3 separate regions of the Mus musculus genome follow, and all the other regions are linked to region 1. The links are chromatin contacts, called in public HiChIP or PLAC-seq maps. All regions are on one chromosome and are shown on one strand. Each heading gives the region's core, a stretch centred on a gene start, on an enhancer-like site or on the middle of the called end of the contact. The rest is flanking DNA. Distances are from core to core; before and after follow the strand shown.

Evidence for each region. HiChIP or PLAC-seq counts read pairs in DNA pulled down with a chosen protein or histone mark.
Region 2: an H3K4me3 HiChIP or PLAC-seq map of bone marrow-derived macrophages shows a contact between it and region 1, with 6 times the contacts expected there. The contact joins the enhancer-like site here to the promoter of Ric8b in region 1. A contact is called at or near these places in 3 of 39 promoter capture datasets (the C10 cell line, cranial neural crest and macrophages), 6 of 115 datasets of contacts at active chromatin or transcription factors (the 230-238 cell line, bone marrow-derived macrophages, double positive thymocytes and 2 more) and 1 of 9 other capture datasets (embryonic stem cells).
Region 3: a contact with region 1 is called in an H3K4me3 HiChIP or PLAC-seq map of intestinal villus epithelium, with 7 read pairs. The contact joins the promoter of Mterf2 here to the promoter of Ric8b in region 1. A contact is called at or near these places in 1 of 39 promoter capture datasets (pre-B cells), 2 of 484 Hi-C or Micro-C datasets (CD4 T cells and muscle stem cells), 2 of 115 datasets of contacts at active chromatin or transcription factors (intestinal villus epithelium and memory CD8 T cells) and 3 of 9 other capture datasets (adipose tissue, liver and pancreatic islet).

The regions. Positions count from the first base shown.
Region 1 is chr10:84,915,715-84,919,848 of GRCm38.p6, reverse strand. Ric8b (RIC8 guanine nucleotide exchange factor B) reads right to left here and starts at 2,236. Exons shown (of 10, transcript NM_183172.2): 1 at 2,024-2,236. The coding sequence starts at 2,107.
Region 2 is chr10:84,676,863-84,680,996 of GRCm38.p6, reverse strand. It overlaps Polr3b (polymerase (RNA) III (DNA directed) polypeptide B), which reads right to left. Exons shown (of 28, transcript NM_027423.2): 16 at 3,961-4,114; 17 at 1,177-1,251; 18 at 533-631. Among named protein-coding and RNA genes, the nearest start is that of Gm17249, 56 kb to the right of the region's middle. Within about 2 kb of position 2,191, at least 17 of the 459 cell types and tissues checked have an H3K27ac peak or open chromatin away from gene starts, as enhancers often do. A contact at or near this core is called in memory CD8 T cells, where this site is marked.
Region 3 is chr10:85,125,724-85,129,857 of GRCm38.p6, reverse strand. Mterf2 (mitochondrial transcription termination factor 2) reads left to right here and starts at 1,831. Exons shown (of 3, transcript NM_028832.3): 1 at 1,831-1,896; 2 at 3,372-3,490.

The DNA of each region.
Region 1 (4,134 bases), core at 987-3,486:
AAAAAAAGGTGTCTAGGAATCCTCTGAAGCCTTTCAAGACATTGCCTTAACAACAGAAGATGATCCTAAGAACGCTGAAAACATTTCCAATATGAAAAGGGGAAGCCAAGCTCTGACAGGACGTAGCCATGAGTGATAAGAAACCAACCTGAAGGAATAACAGGGAGAGGAAGGGATAAATTGGAGGAAACAAATAAAAAGGGGACCTAATTTGTTCAGCTACAACGGAGCGCAGAGTGGACTCAGATCCCAGTGTAGGTTTTCCCTCCTCCCTGGCTTGTGGAAAAAAGGTTCCTATCATTGTTAGCTAGCTGGCATATAGTAAGTGCTAAAAAAAACATTAACAGTTAATAGAAGTTCATTCAACACAATAGCCAAACTATTATACTTCTCTTTGTAAATCAGCTTGAAGCTCCCCCATATCTTCTCTGGAAAGCAATAATAAATCAAGTTAAAAATAATACAATATACGCAGTATGTACACCTACGCATTAAATGAGTTTCTCCTAAATTAGGCAGATATGATCAACACTAAAGCCTATCAGGTGAAGGGGCTAAGACATGACTAGAGTACAGTCCGTGCATTCTACCTAAGAATGTATCACAGCAAAAAAAAGGCACTAGACTTAGAGTTGGAGAGCTAGACTCAACTCTCAGTCTTATTTTTCATTGGGTATGTGACTTTGGGAAGACATTATTATCCTGAGTGTTACTCTCTGTGAAATGAGGAATATCCTCCTCACTGTCCTCACTAGATTGCTGGGAAGATTAAGTGGGTATGAAGGTTCTTTTAAAACAAGAAGTATGTCTCTTCTGGAGGTATTTTCTACTAAGCGCAGAAATGGGCATACAGGCAGTTCACTGATACAAAATATATGAGAGCGGAGTAGTAGGCACAGAAGAGAAGGTCCACAGGGGCATACAGCCATGTTTCTTTCAGAGAGGGCTGATAAATAGGCAGGGGAAAGGAACAGTAAGGTACCTGTTAGGTATATGGTGTAACTTGGTGATGGATGGGTCTTCAGAGAAGAGAGTCATACAAGTCTCCCAAACAGCCTAAAGGTGTTAGGTAGGCTACTTATTAAAGCAAACATGAGAAACTGCTGAAAGGAAAAGGAAGATCTAATGGTACTTGGAGAGAGAGCTCCTCCAGAGATGAAAGTGGTATTAATAATAAGATACCGATCACTGTAGCAAAAGACCAGTGAATGGATAGTTTGAAAACCTAGGTGGGAAGGCTCTGGCTCCCAGGAATGACCTTGGGCTAGTTACTTAGCCCATCTGGAGGCTCCATTGCAAAACACAGATAATACCTCACAGGATTGCTGTCAAGATTAAATGAGATAATGAACAGAAAAGCTGTTAATGCGATACAAATAACAGGTATTATTAGGAGTTGGATTTTCTACCCACTTGCAACATATGTCCATGACCTTGGGGCGTGATTTCAGTTCTTTGCACCTCGGTTTCCTCATCTATGAAATGGGAAGGTTGATACCATCTACTTTATAAGCACTTGGAGGATATCAAAGGAGATCACATAAAAGACATCAATGCCTGGTAAACCATACAATGGTACAGGTACACAAAGACCTGCCATCGTTGCTGATATGTTTTGTGCATGACAAGGGCCGTGTTTATGCAGAGAAGCATGTATTTTCACACTATACAGGTGAGAAAGCCTCGCATGCATTTTATGCATCCAGGAACGGGGCACTGGGCAGCCGCGCATCTACAGATTCTGGGGGTGTGCCTTGCACGTTTAGGAAGAAGACCACAGGACAGGCTGCTGGGCCAGAAATCGGAGTGGGCATTATAGTGGAGGCAATGGGTAGATGCAGGATGAACGAGTGGGAAAGGCTGGGGGCACAAACACGCATGCCCAAGCCGGAAACGTTTTCGGGGGAGAGCAATGCGCATCCCCGGAATGAGGGGGATGGGGAGGATGCGAAGTGCAAGCCCCGAAGGCGGCCCGGGGGGAGGGGGGACAAGACAGCGAACGCCCGGGGCCAGAGTTCTTTACCTTGTCGCTGTAATCCCTCAGGACCCGCTCGATAGCCCCCGCCTCGCCGGCCCGGACGATGTAGAGGGCGCGCTCTTCATCCATGGCCGCAGGTGCGGGGGAGCCGCAGCCGCTGTGCGCGCCCCAGCCGCTGCCTCCCAGGTAAACGCCTCGCGCCCCCGCTACCTCGCTCCTTCCCAGCTTCCTTCCTTCCCTCCTTCCCTCCCTCCCTCCAGCCTCCAACCCGCCAGCCTCCGCCCGGGCAGGCCCTACGTCACCGCCCCTCAACTTTCACCCCGCGACGTCACCGCTCCCCCAGCAACCGGCGCCCGGAGGCCTCCCCTGACAAGGCCCGGGGCTTGGTGGAGGCCTGAGGAGCCACCAGAGACTGAGTCAGGCCCAGGCCCTGCCTACTCCCCTAGGTCTGCCAGCCTTGGGGAAGAGTTGGGCTTCGCAGCGGGCTTCCACGAGCAGAACTGTCTCTCCTAACACTCTATGAATCATTCCCCCATAGCGGACGAGAACTGGCGGGCTGTTCCCCGCCCATCTGCGAGCCTACCGCTTCTACACTACAATTCCCGACATGCAATGGGCTCATCCCACGCTGTCATCTGAGTTATTAGTGAACTGAATAGCATGCCGGAATTGGTAGTCATCCAGTGCAAAAGACTTCCCTCTTTCCAGAGGGCATGCTGGAAAATGTAGTTCCCTAAAGGCCGGAAACCAGAATCCTGCGACCGCTGGAGGCCAGAGGCGGAGGGACCCTTCGTTGGTGGGAGGGTCTAAACTGGGGTTTAACTGGGTTTTTTGTTTTTGGGTTTTTTTTTTTTTTTTTTTGGTTTTTATTTTTTTCTTTTTTCTGACCTGCACTTAGACGCGGCTGGTTGGACTTACTGACGATGGCGAAACGGCCGACCCTTGGTAGTGGCTGTCAGCGCCAGGTTGAGTTCCCTCTATGCTCAGTTAGCGGTTTCCGTCTCTGGAATGCTCACCCTCCTCACCCGGTTGCAGTCCTGTTATGCACTAGGCTACAGCAACATGGGAAATTGAACACAGTTCTTTGTGGAACCCTAAGGAATCACAACAGATAAAGAAATTTGGAGAGATCTATATATCTATATAGATATTATTTGGAGATAGATTATTAGATTATGTATATATAATTTTATATTATATGTATGTATATGTGTGTGTGTGTGTATGTACATATATACATATATATTTTATTTCTATTTTCCAGATGAAGAAATTGAAGCTCAGAATTAATGAGGCATACCTGGGATTTGAACCCAGGGAAATTAGCTCTGCACTTAGTAATTGAGAAAGTTGAGATTTGAATCCAGGTCGTTCCCAAAGATGTAAATATCACACAACCAGAGTATCCATGGAGTCAGTGGTGATGGAGGCACATATTCTCCAAGTGTTAGTTCTGTGCCAGCCACTTACATTTCATCTGGGTTCACTCAACATCTCAAAAAATTAAATATTTGAGAATTTGTGCATTGCTGGGCATTATCCAATACAGTGTGGATACAGTGGCTCCCAAAACAAGTCCCAACCTTACTGGGTGGTCTGTTCTTGTGGACATCACCATGAACAGCCCTGCTGTTCTTGTTTTAAAATGAGCAGTCTTGAAAATTTAAAATGCATAGTTTTTATATTAAGTTTGGACCTGGAGCCTGTTCTGCACTCCCAGGCTCTCTCATAGAGAATAGATGAATTCTGCAAGAAATTTCCAAGCGTTTTACCCTCAAGTAATCATCCTTGTTGCCTTCCCCGTGGGCCTCTTAAGCTTTGCTGAAGAGGAAGGAGAGATGTACAAGTGTTTACTCATCTTCTTGGGTTTCTGTTACCCTGTAGTAGATCTGGGGAGATTTAAACAGTGTAGACGCCGAGCCCATGGAGCTTGGATTTTCTGATGATTATACTTTTCATGAAGCCAGTATTTTATTGACCATGCAGCTGAACAGTCATTGAAGAGCAGGAGACGATTGTGGTTTTGTTTGTTGTTATTGAAACAGATGCTGAAGCCAATCAGTAAAGAGAGAGATTCGTTTGGTTCTGTCCATGGCTCCTTGGTGTTATTCCCTGTGACCAGAGTGTACCTCATGGCTCCCTGACAGGGCATAGTA
Region 2 (4,134 bases), core at 942-3,441, 240 kb after region 1:
AATGACTTGTGTCACAGAGCGAGCTGTGCAGATGTCGTCTAATGTCTCCCAAACAGAACACAGATGCTTCTAACGTGCCACTGTGGTAGAAGAAATATCATGAACACATTGGCATCCTGAGTTCACACTGCACATATGAGGCGCAGAGATATTTTTATGCCACACTATGTGTGGAATTCCTCCTCTAACAATGAGATTTCAGATATTCACTGACAAACTCCTATCTCAAAGAGACAAACACATTTTATGCATCCTACTCATCAGCTCATTGTTTACAGTAGGTGGGTAGAGTCCCTTTTAAATGTATACACTGAGCATCCTAGGGTTAGAGGATAATTAAATCTAGAGATTATTTGCTAGTGATCTGGGGCACTCCACTGGGACAAATGACAGGGGTGCTTCCTTACAGAACAGCATCCTCACAGGAGCACCTCCCCTCCCAACCCCTGAAAGTCTGAAGTAGACAGTGAAATAGACGGCACTAAAGTCCACGGACAAATGGACTTTAATTGTGGTTGCCAATCTTACTTACTTATTAATTGTATGTTCGTAGAGCGCAATGTTACAGTCATTTTCTTCATTCACATCTAAGTATTCAACTAGACTTTCATGTAAGAAATCTTCAAAATTCCTGAGAAAATATTAGTAAAAGAGACAGGAAGGCAACTTGATTGCAGCACTGTTAGAACAATGGAGGACCCTAGTTTTCACTTATTCCCAAATACCATTCTCTCCTAGAGAGCATCAATACACTGAAATGTCTGAACACGTTGTTCAAGGCTCACAAGCTGCCAAGATAAAAGCACTAAAGGGTGAATTTTGCCAACCTGGGCCCCGCTTGTAAAAATACTGACTTCAGAAACTGGTAAGAGGAATCAGTGTCCACATTAGCAGTGTGTCTACAGGGGCTTTTCTTGGTGGAAGTATCTAGTGGACACTAATTACACCAAGGCTCTGTACTCCTCATGACTGGGGTTGGTGAGCACTTCATCACATGCAGGCGCTGCATGGGCAATGATTTATAACTGGCTGCTGGTAAACTTGGTAGAGAGGAATGAATAGACTAGAGATTAAAATACACTTTCCTAACAGTACACGTCAAAGAATGCTACAGCTGACTAAAGCATGTAGGCACATATTTAAAGAAACGAATGATTCCTACCTTCGGTCACTTACCTGTAGCCTTGAGCCAACTCTTCCATGTGCTTATTTGTGACAGCTGGCTTTTGTTTCTTAACAATTATGTAAGGCCTAGAAAGGGAGAAGAGTAACTTATAGAAGAATGACATCAGCCAGTTCTACCTGTCACCATGGAACGAGAGGGGAGACACACAGCTTGCTCTGGTTGCTTGACGACATACAGTAGTTTTTTCTGCATGAAAATGTAGGGTCTTTTTCTCTCCACCACACTCTCTGATCATGTGAGTATATATATATATATATATATATATATATATATATATATATATATACTGTACAGAATTGTCTCCAATTATCCTAAGAGTCATTTGGATTTAAATAAAAAAGCAACACAAAAATCAGTCAATAAAGTCTCCACAGGGTACAAAATCTTCCTGCTGTATTTTGTAAACTGTGTCAGCGATTACCCAGAAGCCTCTCTTCTCTTCCTATTGGGAATATGTGGTTTATAGCAGTCTCCCTTTACCCAGAATTAAGGTGTTTTGTTCTTTGGTGATTTTAGTTCCTTGGGGCCATATGTGGTCTAAAAAGTTTTAGATCATGTATGCGTCTGGGCAGGGTGGTGAAATCCTGTTCCACGCTACTCCATTCTACCTCGGAGGGGATCCCCTTTTCTTTAGGGTATCCACACTACACAGTACTGACAGGATGCTTGCTTGCTAGTCATTTAGTAGCAGTCTCAGTTTTCTGAATGAAAGAATGGTACATTCAAGACTGAGTACTGTTGGTGATTTTAGACATCCACTGGAGACCCTGGAACATATCCCACTCACAGAACTACTGTAATCCCTATGGAGCTGGCAGGCAGAAACCTGTCACTGTGGACAGTAACAGCATCTGATTTGAGAGTTCGGTGGAAACGAGGTGTCTGAGGTGGTTTCATACATGACTAACATCACCAAGACAGATGAACAGGTGACTTACACTTTGCTATATGTTTATAGAGAACAGACCACAGCTTCATTTCCTTACTGGTGACTTGTAATGACTGATGGGGGTGAGGTGGAGGGAACACTCTGGTAGATTAACCTGTAACTGTCAGAGGTGACTTGCCTCTGAGGGCTTTGCCACCACAAGAAACTAGCCACAAAAAGAATGGCATGCAGCACGGAAATGTCAAGGGCTGTTGCTATTTGGATAAGCAGCTCTTACAGAGGGGAGCGAGAAGCCAGCAGACACTTGTGTGTCTATCCTGGAGCCCAAATAGCGATGTGAAGGCTAATGAGCACTTTGAAACTGGCAAGAAGAGGAGCTAAACACTCACAAAAGGGACATGAGCTGCTGACAGCAGCAGAGAGAGCTCTTCAAGGAAGTCAGCAGGACCCCGAAGTCCTGCTTTTGGTGAGGAAACAGAGACCCTCTCCCGGCCTACCCCAGGAGCTCAGACCACTGCTGAGCTTACGGCGGGGGTAAGGTTCCCAGTCAAGAACAGGACCCAGAGAAGCAGCTTGTGCAGTAAATTCCATGCCAGCCAGCTCTCTGGTCTGCTATTATACATTTATTTCTAAAAACAACTTACTCTTTAAAAAACATGTTTTATTGTATGGATAAAGTAAAATGAAACCGTTCTGAACAGGAACAGCTCACAACATGCCTGTGCGTCTCCTGCCTCAGAAGGCCATGCTGTTTCACCCCATGTCCTTCCTCTACTTAAGACAAGATCTCACCAGAGACCAGGAACTCATAGACCCACTACCTGCCTCTGCCTGACTAGGATTTAGGCCACCATGCCTGGCCTGGGCTATTTGTTAGCAGCTCTGCATAAGTACTTACCACAGCCTACTTGCTATTCTTAGCAGAGTCCTACCTAGGGAGACATTACCACTTATAATTCACAGCCGAGGAAATCAAACCTCAGAAACTTAGGAATACTTAGAATCACACAGTCACTAAGTGGCCAGTGAGGACTCAAATGTGGGCATCTTATTTTCAGCAACATCACAAGAGAAGCCAGTTCTGACTGAGTTAAGCAAAAATGTACTTTACTCGAAGCACTAAGAATTGACCAGAAGGCTGAGTATCCTAGGCTTCTGTCTATGAGTATAACAGAAGAATATCATTAGGGATGGTTTCATTGGCTTCTCCCCCCACCCCCAACACTCTCCTTCTTAATTGCTGATCCTGTTTGATTCTATCCTGGTTCTCTGGTTCCTGGCCCTCTAGGTAGTATTAGGGGTAAGCTCTCGGATCCAGCAGCTGATGGAAATAGATGCAAAGATCCACAGCCAAACATTATGCAGAGTACGTGGAATCTTATGGAAGAGGGTGAGGAATGACTGCAGGAAGCAGAGGGGTCAGGATGTCAAGACTTTAAAGCTGGGCAGAATACAGAGGTGGGTCACAATCGGTGGAGCCAAGTAACATTTAAGGACCACCAGGAAAAGCCCAATTCTACCGTGCTCTAGTTCTGCTCATTCGGCTCAGCCTCATAGACCACCAAGGTCCTCATGAAGATGAAGATAACTCAGATGATAGTCTTACACATGCAACACACCCAGTAAAACAAGACAGCAACTCGAGTCCACTCGAGCCAGAACAGCTGGCTGCCACTCGTCATGGTTTCCGCCTCTCCCGGCAGTCTGAACTCTCTGAGAACAGAAAATATCTCCCATTGTTTTTCAGACCTCCCATTATTCTCTAAGTTGTAGGATAACTGAATTAAATTTATCTTCAGGACAAAAAAGAGGCTTTAAAACTAGAGGCAAGGCCATTTCTTCCAAAGTGCACATAAAGAGTCTCCAGGTCTCTACAGCAACACACCTGCACAAGCGCCCGCCATCAGAGGAAATATAAACACAGCGATCCGTAAGGTTTGTGGAGATAGAAACAAATTCATTGATATAGCCTGCTCTTCGCATCAGCCGGAATGTGCTGACAAGCTTTTTATGGTCTCGAATGACACCAAGGATGTTACCTAACAAAGACAAGAGATAG
Region 3 (4,134 bases), core at 582-3,081, 210 kb before region 1:
CATAACTGAGAGACTCAAGAGGGAGCCCAGGAATGGCAAGAACCTCAAAGCATCTCCTGCAACAAGGCCACGCCTCTTCATCCTTCCCAAACAGCTCCACCAGCTGGGGCCCAAGTATTCAAACAAGCCTGTGGGGACCATTCTCATTCAAACCACTATACCCAGTATAACTTTATTTCTTATAGAGACTTCAGAATTGTTTGATTTTTGTAGTTTTCTTTAGGAAAATATACATAGTAGTAGTCTCATCACCTGTTCCTCCTAAGGTTTTTTCTGAGTGTCAGGCCCTAGAAACGCACTGTAAGAAGATGGCAAAGTCTGAGCCCAGTCACTGGCCACAGTCAGTGTGGCTGAGTTAGCAGCTACTTTTGATCACAGTGCACAGGTTGTGTGGAGCCTTGGTGCAAGCTTCCCACACCATGATTCTCAGTTCTGCGTCCCTCTCCTAACAAGTGATTGCACAGCATGCAATTCCAAGTCTTGACTTTAACACCTATAACTTTCTTTCTTCCCCCCCTTTTTTTTTCAATTGTCTGATGGGGGGTGTGGGTTGGCTTTTGAGACAGTGCCTGAAACTAAACAAAACTGGCCTAGATTACTGTGTAATTCCAGGCTGTCTTTGTCTAATCCTTCCCCATGCTGCGATGTGACCACTTATTCCTTTTCTATACTTGACTGTAGTTTCCTTTTCCCAAGTGAGGATAGCACATCTTAACCATGAATCCCAAATTTTTGTAAGAAAGTGTGCAGTAAAATCCATGAATAGAGTGTTGATGTGCTAAGAAGGGTTATTGGACATAGATCACCTACTCATCTAGGTAGTAGCTGCTCAGTTAATTCCGGAGTAGCCTGAGGATCAGAACTGATCTTTAGGAGTCAGGACTCTGTTCCTCTAAAGCCCACAAAGTGTAAACCACACGGCTGTTTTCAGATATGATTAACATTCTGGAGTTCTTAACTGTGGATCAAGCATTGTTCTTAGCTAAGGACATAATCAGGAGCCTCCACTCCACATGAAGGGGAGGTGTCAACCTGAGTGAGAGACCCTTAGAAAGGTAACGAGGCGGGCTATCAGCCTAGGAAACACCATTTTCCTTGCTCTAACTGCATACAGCACAGGGTGGGCACAGGGGACTCTTTCCTGGGTAGCACTTCACTCTCATTGTGGTTACCACGTTAATGTGTTTCAGTTCCTGTTGCCCTGTCCAAGGTCCTAGCGCTGCAGTTCCGCATGCTTGGTGCTGAGGCGGCAGCCTGTAAATATTTATCTGAAGGATGGATGAAAAAGATTCTGGCTTTTGGTTGGCTGGTTTATGAGTGTGGGCATCACGAATAACTTAGAATGTAAAGCAAAAGGCAGTTTAGCAGTATTTGGGCAAAGTCATCTAGGGGTAAAAAGGATGAATGGCATTTAGGGAATCAGACCTGGTGTTTACCGCAGATGTGAGGGGTTTGTTTTGTTTGGACAGGTCAGGTTTCAAAGTTTTAAACTTGAGAATTCTGAATGGCTCCACATTACAGACAACAGGTTCTGATCTGCCCCTCCTCCCTGCCTCTTTCTCTCAACGAGTTGTAACGTTCTCTAAGGGACAAAGAGACTGAACCACCAGAGTTTGCTGAGACAGAAGCGCCAGGTGGCACTGGTGGCAATAGACCCTGTAGTGTGGCTCACTTATTCCCACGGGAGCCTGTACACAGTGTTCTAATTGGCTACGCTCGGGATGGAGGCGTGACTTCCTGCACATCAGTTTCTCGAGCTCTGATTGGTTACCAGCCAAGGCGAAGCCCTGCCAGTTACCTAGGATCTGTTTCCTGAGTGGAGAGGCCTGCGGAACAGGGTGGGAACTTAGCTCAACGCCCAAGGTCTCTCCGCTGTGCTTGGACTGCTGCCCACAGGTAAGCCACCCTATTTCTCCAGCTCTGGCTGAGCCTCAAGCCTGCCTACCGGGGTCAGGGTTAGCAGCTGCCCACCGAGAACGTCCACACAGGCACTCCACCTCGGAGCACTGAAAAAAGGAGGCTGCACACGTAAATAAGAGGCCACGGTAGCGGTCCTGGCAGGGCCCTTCCTCTGACCAACTTTGTGGTTCTTTGCCTACAAATTGGAATTCACTTGAAACTGTCAGATCAGAACTTAATTGGTTTTATTGAGAGGACTGTTTTAATTATAAAAATGTATTTCTCACCTCAGGATTGCTTGAGAGGATTGCATAAGAGAGCAGACTATGTGACCTTTTTAGCAAGAGCATCATTGTACATAGGACACAAGGCTAAGAGGACTGCCATTCTTAGGTGGGCAGCCTTGGGCAAGCTACACCTGCATCCTGGCCTCATCTTTAAGGGGAACTATGGTTTAATGAGGAGTAGATGTGAGGGCTTTGTTTTGTTTTTTAATACTCTGAACTACTATTAACTCGTTTAACATGATCTTTCACCAAGGAATAGCGTCCCCATGTTCCTGATGCCCACACTGCCCACACAGAAAGGTGATATTACTTCCTAAAAAGTCACAGCTAATTGGAGATTAATTCCAAGGCAGTGTAGCTGCGCTAAAGTAACTCACTTTTGCCCTCTGCATTGTTTCATAGCCTGATTTGTTAATTTGCTGTTATTGCCTTGTGCATCGTGTTCTTTGTTTGCTCATTACAGGAAATAACAGTATTCAGTCTCGGCTCTCCCCTGCATACACAGTCACTATGGGCTGCTCATAGTTCTTGCTAACGCCATTTCTGAAGTGAAAAAGGTGTGGGCCTTCCTTATTTTTTTTTTGTAAAGTCTGTAACTCTCAAGTTCTCAGATGGTCTGTGATCCCAACAGAAATATGAAATGTTTGGCCAGGAGAGCTAGTGCCTACCATCCTGACAGCAGCCTGAGCTTAAAACAAACAAACAAACAAAAAAACAAACAAAAAAACCCTACAAGTTGAATGGACAATTGATAAATATTACTATAAAGTAAAAAAACACACCGGGAACTGCCTGCCCCTCTCTTTCCCAGAGTCAGTGATGGCAGCCCATGAAGGGCAGGGAGACAGTTCATTAGAACACGGTGCTGCAAAGTGGGTTGTGTGGGATAGTGAAGCAGAAACGTGAGGGGTCACAGCCATCCCAGGTGGAGCATTGCAGTCCATGGTGCCGTAAACACCCTTAAAGGGGACATGGGGCTTCATCTATTCTGAAACATCAGAGGCATTTCCTTAAGAAAGTGACGCTTACTTCTGAGAGTTGATTGACAAAAGCACAGTCTTTGGAGACTATGTAGTGGGAACAGAGTCCGCCGGGACTGAGAAGTGACTGGTTTGTGAGGAAGGGAGATGGGAATTCAGGTGGCAGAAAGTCTTTTCTACAAATTATTGTATGTCTGTCCTAAAGTGCCACTGAGGTCTATTGCAGAGAGGTGACAGAATCACATTTTAGAAGCTACAGAGGAGTCCTAAATGGACTGACTGAAGCCCTGGAGAAGGACAAAATCGCTCAGGAGAGACTATAAGGTAAGAAGGAAAGCATATTTATTTGTTTGTACATTTGTTTGTTTTTCACTAGAAAAACTCATTCATTTCTAATGCTTTTAATTAAAATACAATTACATCATTTACACTTCCCAAGTACACACACACTCCATTATTCTCTCTCAAATTCATGGTCTCTCTCATTTCTTTAATTATAATATTTTGGGTTTTTTTTTTTTTTAAACAAGTTGTTACTTTACAGTCCAAACTGGCTTAAAAATACTCTAGGTAGACCAGGCTGACCTAAAACTTATGCGTCAGCCTTCCTAGTGCTGGAATTTCAGGCTACCAAGCCTAAAGATGCACCTGTAGAGGAGACAGAGAAGGGGTGGCCAGAGGGGAGTGGTGGGGAGAGCAAGAAGAGGGGAGCACTTTGGAAGTCAGACAAGAGACTGTTTTGAAAAACAAATGGTCAAACGCTGCTGGATGCTACAAAAGTCCAGAAAAGTAGGAATTGAAACTACTCATTAGCTCTGATAGCAGGGAAGTTGCCTTTATTGAGAGTTGTGAAATAGAAGAGGAAGGAGAATCTGCATGGATCAGCTAAGAGGACAGAACAAAGGAGACGGAGGGGAAGAGCAGTGATATCAGAAATGCAGAAAAAGAGAGGTGGGTGCAACTGTTTA